2 separate regions of the Mus musculus genome follow, and region 1 is linked to region 2. The links are chromatin contacts, called in public promoter capture Hi-C maps. All regions are on one chromosome and are shown on one strand. The core of a region is the stretch at or near the end of the contact, and the rest is flanking DNA. Distances in the headings are between cores, read along the strand shown.

Region 1 (4,941 bases), core at 1,316-3,815, 1.9 Mb before region 2:
CTTTATAACTTGCCTTCTTGGTACAATTGTTGGGCATTAATATCTCCCACCTGATTGCAAACTTTATATGCCCCAGTACAGGGGAAACACCAGGGCCAAGAAGTAGGAGTGGGTAGGTAGGGTAGCGGGGGTGGGGTGGGGAGGATATAGGGGACTTTTGGGATAACATTTGAAATGTAAATGAAGTAAATACCTAATAAAAAATTGGAAAAATATCTCCCACCTGGAAAAGCGTTCCCTTACCAATTTATTATCTTTGTCTCTCCACCTGCCCTAAACTTCAGTGGCTAGTCCCACCTAGCCCATGCCAAACATCCATGACCACCTACCTGTAGTGATACCCACAGGTCCCAGCTTCCCCTGAGACCTCACATGGTTGCTGCATTCTCCTTCTTCTAAAGCATGGATGGAAAACCTCCTTTCCTCCTTTCCGCCTTTTCTTCCTGAGACCCAGAAGTCCTGCTGATACTTTCTGCCCAGCAATTGGCCTCCAGTTTTCTTTACTAACAAATCAAGAACCAACGGGGAAACAGGACTTTAGCGTCAGAACAGCCCCCTTCAGGGTGAGACAGAAACTCACAGTGTTTTACATGCATTTCATTGACAGGTATTTATTGCCCATTTATAGTTCTTCTTTTAAGAAGTGACACTTGAGCTCCTAGGATTTTAATTTTGCATTTGGGGCATGATGACATAAGGGAAGTTCTACACATATGTCAGTATGCATGCTGTAGTGCTTGATAAACACACACTGAACTGATGAGTTTTTAAAACATATGTAGGTTTATTTCTTCAACTTTAGTAGAAAAAAAGGCTATTCTGTGCATGTCTCTGTTCTAAGTTGGAAAATGCTTGAGGGAGTTGAGAGAGAAGAAGCAAGCATAGTACCCTAGACAGCTTTAATCATTTCGAAAATTAATACCAGCACAATATCTGTTCTGTGTGCAGTGCAAAAAGCACCAGCTTGTTGTCTCCTTTATGTCACATACCATAGACAGCAGTTAACAAAAAACAAACACCGTGGGTTTCTAAGGTAATATAATACAATTAGTAGTTATCCCCCGTGAATTACATAGTATTTATATAACACAGCCACCTGAAGCTTTCATGAATGTTTTGTTTGATTGTTGAAATTCTTTAAAAATGATACCTTTTCTTTGTCCTGAAGGATATGAGGAACATGGAGCTCTCTTTTGAGTAATAGCAATGTTTTGACACGAGATAGAATTGCTAGGCACTCAAATAAACACACTAAATGCCACTGAATTATGTACTTTAAAATGACCATGACCTGGTGAGATGGGAGGTTCTTGACATGCAAACCTGATGACCTGAGTTAGATCCTGGGAACTCATAGAGTGAAAGCAGAGAATTTACTCCTTTAAATTGTCCACAACAAATGTACAGATGGACACATACATGTAAATCCAGCTTAAAAAATCAAAAAACAAAATGCAAAAAAACAAAAAAGCTTGAGGCAAAACAGGTGGATTTCTCAAAAAACAAAACAAAACAAAACAAACAAACAAAAAAAACCAAAAAAAAAAAAAAAACCCCAAAAAACAAGAGGAAGAAATAAAGGAAAAATGATTAAGTTTATGTTAAGTAAATCTTACTTCAACAAAACATTTGAAAAGACTTAAAATATTTTGTATGTCACTGTTCATTGTAACATATAGAAGGGAAAACTGGAAATTACCATGGTAAATGGTATTTAAAGTAAATGCATACAAGTATTCACACAATCCAGTGATTCAGCCTCAAAAAATAAATGAAGCAATGACTCACGTCTGGAAAACGTTACACTAAGTGAAGGAATGCAGCCACAGAAGGCCACATAATAAATTAATCAGTTAATATGAAATGCCCAGGATGGGATAGCAGACATAGAAAGAAAATGGCTACCCAGTGCCCTGGGTTAGGGGGTGGGTGTACTGGCCAATCATTGCTACTGATTAGGTGTTTCATTTCAGAAGGTTATACAAACATTTCCTTTTAAAAAATATTTATTTTCGTGTGTATGGTGTTTTGCCTGGATGTAAGTATGTGTACACCGTATGTGCCTGGTGCTCAGGGAAGCCAGAGGAAGAGGTCAGGTCCCCTGGAATTGGAGTTATAAACAATTGTGAGTCACCAGGAATCAAACCTGAAAGAGCAAGTGCTTCTAACCACTGAGCCATCTCCTCAGCCCAGTGACATATTTTAAAGTCATATGGTGATGACAGTTTTGTAACTGTGAATCTACTGAAAACAACTTTTTAAAATTTGAAATGTCCAATTTTAGGATACACAATTTAAAAAGCAACATTAAAGATACTTCTAACTTTGCAAAATAAAGAAGGGAAGGAGAGAAGCAAGACAAAGGTAGGAAAGTTGAGAGAGAAAAAACTGGAAGAAGGACAGAAGAGCTTTAAAGAGATAGTGCAGTATAGGGTAAAAATCAAGAACATAGACTTAGGGCCAAAGTCTCTCCATCTGTGAGAATTTTATGATTCACTATATGCAGTGCACATGTGAGTATGTTGTCCATGTTCAGCATCATAAACACAGTTAAAAGCATTAGGTAATAGGGAGAGAAAGCCAGAAACCAGTAAGCTCAGGCTGAGTGTCAGTTAAGGAACCATAGGGCGGGGCAGAGGTCGATTATTCGAACTTTGGTCTCCTGATGGGGGAGAGGCTGGGGTGTGATATGGAGATGCAGATAGTTTCCTGGTCCAGTATTTTTTTTTTTTTTTTTTTTTTTTTTGTTGTTGTTAGTTTGTTTTTGTTGTTGAGTCAGAGTCCCACTCTAGTTTAGGCTGGCTATGGAGCAATAACTGACCTCTAAACCTCTTCAGTCTTCCTGGCTCAGTCTCTCAAATTCTGGGGTTACGGGTTTGAGTTACTCTTTCAAGCTGTACCTGGGTCCTGTGAAGTCCAAACGCCTATGAAGAGATGGTGAATAGCACTTCATGAGTTTTGTTGCTTAATGCAAATAATGACTAGACACACAATTCTGAGGAGAATTCTTCTAGAAGTTAAGCAGGAAACAGGTCATCTTTGTCCTCTTGGTCTAGGTGTGTGTGTGTGTGTGTGTGTGTGTGTGTGTGTGTGTGTACATGTGAGTGCAACTACCTATGCTGATGGCCATAGTCTGTACTACTACTGCCTGATACCATGCTGAAGTCCATGGAATGGGCTGACACTGGAGGCCAGATGAATGTCTGTGTTCCATGCTCTTACCAGATACCATGTGGAAGTTCATGAACCATGCTCCTGCTGACTATAAAGGACAAGAAAACTTCTTGTGCAGTAGTATTGAAGAATGCAGACTCACAGTTGAAAAACAGACATAAAATGCTCTGTGACAAATAGAATTGAAGACCTAGAACTGAACCCACAAACCTATGGTCACTTGATCTTTGACAAAGGAGCTAAAACCATCCAGTGGAAAAAAGACAGCATTTTTAGCAAATGGTGCTGGTTCAACTGGAGGTCAGCACATAGAAGAACGCAAATCGACCCATTCTTATCTCCTTGTACAAAGCTCAAGTCCAGGTGGATCAAGGACCTCCACATAAAACCACATATACTAAAACTAGTTGAGGAGAAAGTGGGGAAGAGCCTTGAACACATGGACAGGGGAAAAATTCCTGAACAGAACACTGATGGCTTAGACTCTGAGATCAACAATCAAAAAATGGGACCTCATAAAATTGCAAAGCTTCTGTAAGGCAAAGAACAATGTCAATAGGACAAAACGGCAACTAACAGAGTGGGAAAAGATCGTCACCAATCCTACATCCAATAGAGGGATAATATCCAATATATACAAAGAATTCAAGAACTTAAACTCCAGAGAATCAAGTAACCCTATTAAAAATTGAGTACAGAGCTAAAGAAAGAATCCTCAATTGAGGAAAACCAAATGGACGAGAAGCACCTAAAGAAACGTCCAACATCCTTAGTCATCAGGGTAATACAAATCAAAACAACCCTGAGATTCTACCTCATACCAGTCAGAATGGCTAAGATCAAAACCTCAGGTGACAGCAGATGCTGGCAAGGATGTGGAGAAAAAGGAACGCTCCTCCACTGTTGGTGGGATTGCAAGCTTGTACAACCACTCTGCAAATCAGTTTGGTGGTTCCTCAGAAAATTGGACGTAGTATTACCTGAGGACCCAGCTATACCACTCCTGGGCATATACCCAAAAGATTCTCCAACAGATAACAAGGATATATGCTATACCATGTTCATAGCACCCTTATATATAATAAGCAGAAGCTGGAAAGAGCCCAGATGTTCTTCAACAGAGGAATGGATAGAGAAAATGTGGTACATTTACACAATGGGATACTACTCAGCTATTAAAAACAATGAAATTATGAAATTCCTAGGCAAATGGATGAAACTAGAAAATATCATCCTGAGTGAGGTAACCCAATCACAAAAGAACACACACGGTATGCACTCACTAGTAAGTGGATATTGGCTCAGAAGCTCAGAAAACCCAAGATACAATTCACAGACCACATGAAGCTCAAAAAGAAGGAAGACCAAAGTGTGGGTGCTTTGGTCCTTCTTAAAAAGGGGAACAAAATAACTCATGGTGCCAAATACAGAGACATAGTGTGGAGCAGAGACTAAAGGAAAGGCCATCCAAAGACTGCCCCACCTGGGGATCCATCCCATATACAGTCACCAAACCCAGACACTATTGTGGATGCCAAGAAGTGGATGCTGACAGGAGCCAGATAGAGCTGTCTCCTGAGAGTCTTTGCCAGAGCCTGACAAATACAGAGGCGGATGCTTGCAGCCAATCATTGGACTGAGGAAAGCGTCCCCAATGGAGGGGTTAGAGAAAGGACTGAAGGAGGTGAAGAGGTTTGCAATCCTATAGGAAGAACAGCAATAGCAACCAACCAGACCCTCTCGAGATCCCAGGGAGTAAACCACCAA
Region 2 (4,406 bases), core at 1,904-4,403:
TTTTTCTGAGGTGAGTGTTTGGGGGTTCAATTGTTGGGTGGTAAAAAGGTCAGGTTTTAATAAAAATCACTGCCCTGTTCTTCCAGGGACTGTATCACTGTCAGTCCTACCAGGAATGACTTTACAGCCCTACCTGGGATTTGGCTTCACAGACCCATCAAACACGTCATGTCACTGGTTTTGACTATCAGCTCTTTGGTGCATGTATTATGCCTCACTAGGGTTTTAGATGGTTTTGTCCTAATAGCTAAAGATCTTAAACCTTGTTTTTCATCCTTGCCTGGCACTTCCTTATGTTGTTTGGAGAAATGTGTTGTCATGTTATTTTTCCATCTGACAACGGAATGGCTTGGTTGCTTGTTGAGTTCTTACAGAGTTTTATCAACTTTAGGTTCAAGTATATTATTGGGTATGTGGTTTGCAAGTACTTCCTTCTCCTGTCTTGTATGTTCAGCCACTTTTATGTTAAGGTAGGTGTGTCTCATCAGCATTTACTTTTATTAATTACTTGTTAAATCTTAAATCTAAGAACTCTGTATATACTTGGAGAATGAATTTCTTCCCTTTTTTGTTGTTGTTTCTACTTTGACTTGGACATTACCTAGAGTTAGGAGTGAAGAACTAGTATCCTTTACTTTATAATATTAATAACCTGGTAGAGATAGCAATTGAAATGTAATAATCTTTTTAGAAACCTGAGACATCCTTTTCATATTTTGATGAACTTTACTGGATGAGCTCTATTTTAAGTCGTATCTGCTTTGCTATTATACTCTGGATGGCATGGGGTGCATCAGATGGTAATGGACAGAGAACATGGCATTAAGTGCATCATATGGTAATAGACATGAGAATGGAAGACTTGTGCTTGGAGTTTTACTCTAGATAAGAAGCAAACATTTTACCTTTATTGGTGTTTGAATTGTAATTAATTTTCAACAAGTTAGGAATAATGACTGAAAAATGTTGTCTCCTTGGAAACTGGAACCAAATACTTCTAAATCTCCCAAACAAAATTACTGGGTATATTATGCTACACACTGTAGCTAAAGGATGAGTTGGAAAAATGAAAATATATGGAAAGGGCACAAAGAAAACTGATCTCTTTGGAAATATGTTTATACTATAATGTTTTCAAATTAATACTTAATTGGCATATGGTGTTAAAGAAAACCCAGAAACACAAGAGGATGAGGGAAAGAGACAAGTCTGCACACACTTTGGAAATGGCTACTCAAGCTTTGCTGGCTAACATCTAGCTTGTACTTGTTAAAATCCTGTGTCCACATGTGCAGTGTGCCTGTACATATATGAATATAATTTGTAGATTATCTTTCAAAAACTATAAATAGTTTACAATCTATAAATAGATTGTTAACCTTCTGCTTTCATGGGAAACACCACATAAATACATCACTCTACAGTGATACAGTGGTTCTAGAAAAATTAATTGCATTCTTTTTACCAGACTCTTTTATCTCGCCATGTGAACTCCTTCTTAATATAAGTCTAACTGACTGTATACCATTTACGTGTGCTTACATAGATCTTAATTTATTTATTCATACATTTATACATGTGAACTTTTAAAATAATAATACAACAATTCATAACCCGTGTTGTTAACAGGTAACACTGAAGATATGCTTTTGTACTTACACTTGATGCCCAAGAAAATGGACGTTGCTAACAAGCCCATACAGACCACACAGGAAATCATCGTCACAACACACCATGCTCCTGAATGTGAAATCAGGCAATGACATGAGTTAGAGAAAGTATTTTCAAGGTGTAATAATGTCAGGATAAGTGGAAGGATTGGGCCTTCCTACTGGAGAAATGCAAAGATTTGAAACTCTAAGAAAATCTTTGCTTAAATTCTCTCAGATGAACCTTATAGCATGGGCTATATCTGACTTGGAAAATACCAAATACAATAGACTTAATAACACCTCTCTTCAATCCTAATGTACACTATTGTGATTTTAAAAATTAATTCCATCTGTCTATCTGTCTGTCTACCTATCTAGTATTTTTCAATAATCTCATTCATACCAACCAGAAAACCTTCTATTCTTAACATGAAGACTCTCTTACCTGTTTTCAGCATCTCTTGAACATGATTCATTGAAGTATTTTTAATTTTAATGAGTAATTTAGAAAAATGAACAAACATTTCCGGCTAATTATACAATTCGTCCAGGAAGAAAAGTGAGTTATTTGGCTTATTACATTATTCATACTAATAAAAAATTGTCCTTACATATTTTAATAGGCCTGATAATGTCTTGCCTGAGATGACTCTGGGTCATCCCTGAAACCTTGAAATGGTGTTTTATGTGACAAAAGATATTCTGAAGCTAATACTATATTAGAGATCTGATTTAGGAAAGTTAGCTTCACTTAGTTAATTTGTAACAAGTCGATACTAAAGACTAATTAATGAAACTACTTGGGAAAATATAATAAAATGCTTTTTAAGCCCACCTAATTATTTGTTGTATGAGGTTATGTATGACACCTAGTTGATGAATTAAAGAAGTGACAATAAAAATACACAAAAACATATATTTGCAAATCTTTTTGCACTGTAGAGTTGTAAAAATAAAAGGTAGCATAAGATGTAGAAACAATTATCAAATACTAAAAACATAACTGCATCAGCTGAAGACATTTTTTCCTAGTTTTTCAACATTTCTTACTATTTTTCAGATAATTTGCTGCCTGTTTTAAGTAAAAGCTAAAATAATTTAAGTGGTATGATTTCTTTTACTTTTTGCAAATTGAGAGAATATATCTCATTTCCTGATCTGAGTGCCCTTCACTTACTCCTCCATGCTGACGAATGTGTCAGGCACACTAGAATATGCTAAAGAGGTTATCTCAGATTAGGAGAAACACTTGGTTTTATCACAGTATACAAACAGAAAAAAATTATAGTTTTCAACTAAGCATTCTAAATTTATTACCTGAACATTTGCTAGGGGATTGGCACTTCTGAGAGGCCTCTGAGGTAGGAATGTCCCACTGAAGAGAGGTATATATTTCTTCCGCATGCATGCTGAAGGTGCTTGGAGTGGTGAAGCAGTCTACATAGGAGCCTGGCACAAAGAACTTCGGTTGTAGTTAGGAGTAGGTTGGTACAAGAAATGGAACTGGCTACTTTTTCACAGTGGTAAAATGCAACAGGGATTAAAGGATGTTCATCATCCAGAAAGTGGAACTTTTGAAGCTTATACTGAAACATAACTCAATAATGAAGAAATGAGAATTATTGAGCTCAAAATAGCTACTACCAAATTAAACTGTTGCTCTGCTTTCCACATAGTATCAGATGCTGGAGGTAAGCTGCACAGTATGGACTTCTATTTGCTATAAACTATGAAGCAAAAAGATGATGCAGCGAATAAAGATAAAGGCCATTAAATCTAGACAAATCAACTTGTACATAGCTTTTGGATTTCCAAACAAGAAAGCTTAGGAGAGATTTCATCCCTAAATTTATTTCCAATCAGTCTGCTGATTAGGGTAATACTGACTGTTATTATAAGTAAACTTCAAAATACCAGTCAACACTGGCAACATTTAGATCTCCCTCATAGTTTGTACCCAGAGATACTAGTTCTCCCAAAAGGGGCCTGGGTTTCTTTCATCTTCTGGAATATTGGAGCCATGATGGGAAAGGGAAAGAGAAGGTGAAGAACCCACACTTGCTTCTTGAAAGCCATAATCTGGGAGTGTTGGGAATCACAGCCATCTCTATCCATTGCATTTCCATATTGGACATGAAGGTTGGGTTTTCCTGGCAGCATTGTCCAGAGGTAACTTTGCTCTTGCAGGAGGAATCAATTATTTAATGGATGGATGACCAGTTTCAGCACATCCTGTGACTACAGCATTTGTACTGAGAACTCTGATCTCTTAGACACCATTTATTTCTAGGCTACTTGTCCTTATGTCCAAAGGTCATTTCTCAATTGTGTTCTTTTATTTATTTATTTATTTATTTTTAGAGTCTCACTGGATCAATCGTTCTTCATCACAAATGGCACATTCAGGAGGTGATATAAGGGAACTTACTAATAGGACTACAGTTTTGGAAAAGGTTAATAGGAAAGAAAGAAGGGGATCAATGTTGACATATGTACTACAGGGCTGCTGTCACCCTATGGCCTAAAACAGTAAGGAGAATGTTCACTGGGACTTCGTGGTCTGCCTCACTACAGCGAAGGGCTGGTATACAGATCATCAAGTTTTATCAATCTAAGACACATAAGGGATCTGAATTATACTTCTGACCATAACCCATGTGTCTCAGAGGCTCAGTTTGCCCGGAAAATGTATTCATTTGTGTTTAGCTTCCTGAGACATAAGGAGTAGCTGGTGGGGTCATTAGGGACAAATGG

Evidence for each region. Promoter capture Hi-C pulls out the DNA fragments that hold promoters and counts their contacts.
Region 1: a contact with region 2 is called in a promoter capture Hi-C map of frontonasal cranial neural crest. The contact joins the enhancer-like site here to the promoter of Clec9a in region 2. A contact is called at or near these places in 7 of 39 promoter capture datasets (the 3T3-L1 cell line, cranial neural crest, embryonic stem cells and 4 more).

Annotation. Positions count from the first base shown.
Region 1 is chr6:131,337,160-131,342,100 of GRCm38.p6, reverse strand. It overlaps a transcript of Styk1 not described here. Among named protein-coding and RNA genes, the nearest start is that of Styk1, 26 kb to the right of the region's middle. Within about 2 kb of position 2,565, at least 39 of the 459 cell types and tissues checked have an H3K27ac peak or open chromatin away from gene starts, as enhancers often do.
Region 2 is chr6:129,407,609-129,412,014 of GRCm38.p6, reverse strand. It overlaps Clec9a (C-type lectin domain family 9, member a), which reads right to left and starts at 3,153. Exons shown (of 7, transcript NM_001205363.1): 1 at 2,970-3,153; 2 at 1,660-1,740. The coding sequence starts at 3,060. It also overlaps a transcript of Clec12b not described here.